2 separate regions of the Anas platyrhynchos genome follow, and region 1 is linked to region 2. A link is a contact called in public Hi-C data. All regions are on one chromosome and are shown on one strand. The core of a region is the stretch at or near the end of the contact, and the rest is flanking DNA. Distances in the headings are between cores, read along the strand shown.

Evidence for each region. Hi-C and Micro-C count contacts between places; a contact is called where the count stands out from the background.
Region 1: a contact with region 2 is called in a Hi-C map of skeletal muscle, with 6 times the contacts expected there. The contact joins two enhancer-like sites. A contact is called at or near these places in 5 of 8 Hi-C or Micro-C datasets (F1 follicle, liver, skeletal muscle and 1 more).

Annotation. Positions count from the first base shown.
Region 1 is chr2:152,962,985-152,965,699 of IASCAAS_PekinDuck_T2T, forward strand. It overlaps PRKAG2 (protein kinase AMP-activated non-catalytic subunit gamma 2), which reads left to right. Exons shown (of 16, transcript XM_027450396.3): 6 at 2,557-2,666. Among named protein-coding and RNA genes, the nearest start is that of RHEB, 32 kb to the right of the region's middle. Within about 2 kb of position 1,252, at least 2 of the 8 cell types and tissues checked have an H3K27ac peak or open chromatin away from gene starts, as enhancers often do.
Region 2 is chr2:152,863,598-152,866,324 of IASCAAS_PekinDuck_T2T, forward strand. The region is part of intron 3 of PRKAG2 (protein kinase AMP-activated non-catalytic subunit gamma 2); the gene reads left to right. Among named protein-coding and RNA genes, the nearest start is that of PRKAG2, 81 kb to the left of the region's middle. Within about 2 kb of position 1,339, at least 1 of the 8 cell types and tissues checked has an H3K27ac peak or open chromatin away from gene starts, as enhancers often do.

The sequences.
Region 1 (2,715 bases), core at 2-2,501, 99 kb after region 2:
GCACCCTTCTGGTATCAACACCTGAGTACGCTGCTGATCTGGGGTGAAAGAATAGACAGGATATGTACGTACCTCCTGCCCGTGGGGTAAATTGAGGAGTCCCGAGCCTGCTGGAGACCTCTTCTCCTTTCAGCAGCCACACACACCAATAACTCACACACAGTTCTCGTACAAAGAGCAAGCTGGAGGCAGCTCCTCAGTACTTGTGGGTAGCTGAAGGGCTTGGAAGGTCCTGAATATCCTTTCCAGTTGCCACTTGACGACACCACGTCGAGCATACGAGGTAGCGCAGCAGGGCGTATGTTTTGCATGTGTAGTTTGTGGCTGCTACAGCAGGGCATTATGCTGGCCCGTGGTGTCAGGATCTGCAGAAACAAACCTCAGTTCCAGCTGGACAATTGCATCCTTGTTTAGATCCTGCTGGAGTTCCCTCGCTATTTTTGTAGCTGTTAAACACAGGGCTCACAGATCACCGTCTTGCGCTTCTGAGCGTTTCCAATCTGAACTTTCCATCCTCGGGGAAGGAACCGGCTGCTTTGTGGTGCCTGGGGGATGCGCCTGATGCTGATTTCTGAACTGGGAGACAAACTCGGGTGAGGTAGCAGCACCTAGCCAACCCCACACATCCCGAATGGGTGAAGATTGTTCAGGTCTGGTTAAAAGTTTGTGTTCAGAGCGTGTGCTGAGCAAGAGGAGGGTTTCTAGGCACATCTTTACCGCGCTGGTCCATGCAGAGGTCAGAGCTGTGCCTGCCGTTCCCGACCTTGCCTGATTAAAGCTGGCAACAAGCTCACTCAGCAATTACTGCCCTCGCTGCATTTGCATAACTGGTGGTAGGCCGACAGAACGGTACCCAGCGATGACGTGCTCTGCGAAGGGTGACATCTTTTCAGCTAAAAACAGTTGCTGGTTTTGCAGTTCATCAGCTATTTGATATATATTTAAAAAAAAAAAAAGCTGATTGTATGCAAAGTAACATTGTCTCCTCCACCTCCTCCTTCTAGTTTGCTCTTTAAGAAGAAAGCCAGCCATAGCTCGCCCTGCTGCAGGGTCAGTGAATTCGCTTTGTGCAGCCAGTAGCTGTGGAAGCTGTTGAGGAAGCTGCGGGGTGATAAGCTGTTGCTATATTACAGAGTTACATAAAGCGTTCTCTGTTCCCAACTGCCTTTTTTGACCTCCCTTATGCCTGCCCTTGCCGAGTCAGTACCAGTTCCCCTTTGGTATCATCTTATAAAGGCTGCTTCGCACCAGCCTTGTCCGAGTCAATCTGCCTCATTCTTCCCCTATCGGTTTGCTCGCATTGTTTCCTAATCTCTTATCAATTTCTCCTAGCTCCTGCTATTTTCACTCCTGGTCCTGACCTTTATAGGAACATAAATCCAACGAACGATTTACTTTTTTTTCTGCTTCTTTCTAGTTGAACTCTCTTCTGTATTCCTCTAGAACTGCTGCTTGGGTTTTGGTGGGGAAAGGGCTTCTTTAAAGAGTAGGGGGAGCTGGAAATGAAGGACTTAACTTGACACGCAGAGAGACTGCCTGTATGTTACAGTAGCTGCTACAGGGGAGTTCCATCTTGGCTTCTGTAGGATTGGACTAAAACTGTGCTGAGCCACCCTGTGGAAGTGACATTTTCTCTGGCACTAGAGGATTAATTTTGAGCACATGTAGCAAACGAGGATTTTGAGGTTTATAGCTTTCTAACACCAAGTTCTTCAATGGTTAGTAGGTAGTTCAGGTTTGTTTTTTGTTTTTTTTTCCTTGCTCTGCAAAAGCACAGCATGACCGAGTTCCAGCACAGTGTTACAGGATTGCAAGGGTGCACGTCTGATAGGGAGGTTAACCTTGACTGAGCTGCAGGTACCTACTGTAAAGAACATAGGGCCAAAGGGCTTTAAAAAAAAAAAAAAGTAACATACCCAAGCAGATCTAAAGACTGTACGCATGTGCATCTAAGCTTGATAAATGCAAAATTAATTTAATATAGATTGGATCGTGTGTCCTTGTTACAGACAAATCATGTTTAACAACAACAACAACAAAAAAAGAAAACTTGCAAAAAAAAGAGTCCAGCCCCAATGGATCCTGTTTTCATAAATGAACTGTGGGATTTGTGAGGTTTTGTGTAACGTAGTTTGAATGGAGCGGTGCCGATTGGGGAACTTGTTATCAGAGCAATATTAACTTAAGGCTTAGTTAAGCCTGATGCTACTTAAATTTCCAACTTGCTTTGTACGTAATTGGAGTTCAGGTACCAAGTATGCATAGTCAATAGCTTGCTGTTAGGGAAACAAAACCGAAACGTAACGCTTTAGTACTGAAGTCCTTTCTTGTCGAGGAGAAGCCATGCATTTGCCCGTGTGCTATTAAATTGGAAAGGAAAGAAGTGAAATGCAAAGTGCAGGACGATGAACTGTCTGTCTAGATCTGAAAGCATGGATTTGAGTTTTGCTGTAGGGATGTCCTGCAATGGTGTTCAGTTGATTTGGCATGCTTTTTACTCTTTTTTTTTTTTTTTAAGGTCATTTAAATAAAACAACATAATGTTTTTACTTACAGCACTTGAAGAATCGGAAAGTGACATTTATGTGCGATTCATGAGGTCACACAAGTGTTATGACATTGTTCCAACAAGCTCTAAGCTTGTTGTTTTCGACACTACGCTACAAGTGAGTATTCTCCTTTCAGTCTGCCTTTGCTTGCAGTTCTCTTTTTTTT
Region 2 (2,727 bases), core at 89-2,588:
AGTGCAACCAGAAGAGCTTGCTGCTGCATCAATACACACTGCATAGCAAAGCCATTGTGTGACGTTTTGACGAAGTTATCCAAGCAAATAGCAGCGCTTAAGTCTGATCCTAGCTAGGTACATCAGAATTTTAAATAAAGAAATCTTCCAGTAGTCAGCAAAACCCTTTCGATAAGGTCACATCACTGTCGCAGGGGCGGGCTTGGAACGGGGCCATGCTATTTCTGAGCTAACAGAAGATCCCCATGATCCTGTGACTCCAGAGAGCACTGCAGGAATTGTGCTGGGCTTCGGTGTCTGTGGTCTTTTGTTTTTAGGGCCTCTTGCAAAGGGTGTGTTGACTAAAATTTGTATTAAAATTGATAACTTGTCTCATTCTGCAGCTTCTTCTTCTTTTTTTTTTAATCTGCAGAGCAATCCATACCAGGTGCTTTCGCATCATTAAGCTCTCTGTAAGAGACACTTATGCAGATACACACTCTTCACTCTGCCACGTTAACGGAGATTTTATTCAGTGTGCTAAACAGGGGTTGGTAATAAATTAGGCTCTTAGGGTGTGCTATATTTAACTGAATTGTGTTTAACAAGGACATCAGGACACTTACGAAAACCAACAGTTTTGTTGTGTTACGTAGTTTTTCACAGGCAAAACTTTTACATTCTGCTGTGTGGCAAAGAAAGAATAACCCTATGTACCATGAAGCACTAAGTTAAATGACTATGTCCCACTCAAAACAAAGTCTGTGTAGGCCGAGGAGCATTTTCTGAGTGACCGGACTTCTCAGAGACCCCTCAGACCAGATATTTCAGACCTTTGTGCAGGTGCCAAGCTGCAGAGCTCTGAGAAGAGCCAAAACAGCACATGGCTTCATTTCTGAAGCTACCTGAATGCTTCACTGCTCAGAATTGCCTCATCCTAAGTGATTAAAATCCCATTTTCTCAAGCAGCTTGGGACACCCATGTTAAAAAGGAAGGAGGGTTAGGTTGCTTTATTTCTTCCGAAAAGGACAGCGAGCTGAAATCACGTGGGCTTGCTGTGCTTGCCTGCTGTTACAGGTGATCAGCTGCTGGCGCTGGGTTAGTACTATTGAAATGAAATGGGTTAATGCTATTGAAATGAAACAAGGTTGGTCAGGGTTGGAGCACATGGTATATGGGGAAAAAGGAGGAGGAGAAGACCTTTTAGCTGTCATTAGTTACCTATTTGGGATTATGGAGAAGGCAGAGCCAAAGCATCTCAGGGATGCACAAAGGAAGGCCAGGAGGCCCCAAGGGAAGCTTCAGGTAGACGTAAGCCAAATGTTCCTGTTGGGGGTGGCATGGCATTGGAGCAGGGGACCAGAGGGCTGTGAAATTGCTTCCTTGCAGATTTTAATAATGCGACAGGACGAGGCTCTGAGCACCCCAACCAGAAGTTGCAGCCCTGCTTTGAGCAGGGGCTGGACCAGAGACCACCAGATGTCCGTCCCAGCCTCAGCTGCTCTGTGAAATTCGTCACTGGAGCCTTCCCTTCTGGTTTATAGCAAATCTGCACTTACCCAGGCAATCCATGACTGACAAAAGCAGCAGGTAAAAGCCCACAGGGTTTGTAGCTTGCTTTTTTTTTTTTCCCCTCACTTTACTTGAACTGAGCCCACCCTACACTCCTTCCCCTATTATCCTGCAGCAGTATGTGAGGGAAGTATACGCCGTCTTCCTTGTAAATAACATCCCCCATCTTTCCTCCGCTTCCTCCTCCCACGCCTTGTTCAAAACACAGACTAACCTGTTACTCTGTGTATCCCTTGTTTGTCTTGGAAGCAACTTCTTCCTCGCTTGTTTTCATTTCAAAGGCTATGTGTGACATTTGCAGTGTTTTCTTTCCCATGTAGCTGCTCTTTTCCCAGTGAAGTTATTTTGCCCCTCGAATATACGCAGTTCGGCAAGGATATTAATGGTTAGGACAATATTAAAGCAGAAAGTGATCTGCAGACATGAGGTTTGAAACGTTTCCCAGTGTCAGGCTAGGATTTTAAAGCATTTGCTCATCTTTAATATTTTTTCTCTCTCTCTCTCTGGCAATAACCAAAAGCTCATCTTTGTGTCTTTTCCTTTTGGTTACCCCAGTTCAACAGCTGGCCACAACCCCATGACTCTGACCTAAATAACTGCCTTGAAGTGAAAGATACCTTCCTGCAAAAAGTCCTTAGCTGGATGCACAGCTTTGAAACAGCAAACTACAGGCTGGGGCTTCATGCCCAGTGTCCCACCTTTGAAAAGACAGAAGATGCTCCAGATGCCTTGGCCCATCCTGATGGAAACTCAGTGGGATTCTTATCATTGGGATTTGTTCTTGGCCCCCAGCGCAGCCCCTTTGGTTCAGGAATTTCAGAACAGCAAAGCCCAAGGCAGCACCTCATGTATAGAAGTAAAGCAAACTAAGGTGATCCAAAGTAAACTCAGGAGGATGACCTGCACTGGAAGAAAACACAACTCAGCCTATATTTTTCCATGGTCTTGCGTGAGCTCTCACCTCAGAAATAATACATGTACAAGTAAATCAGGAGAGCATCACTTTACCGAGTGGAAATTAGGGAGCTATCCCTGCAGATATGTTAAAATCAAATACCAGGAACGTTTTTAATAAAAGTACTTGGTGGTGTGAGATTTAACTCATTAAAAATGCAGCTTTCTACCAGGGGCTGAATGCCCTCTCTGAAGGGCAGCAGGACATTTTCCAATCCTGC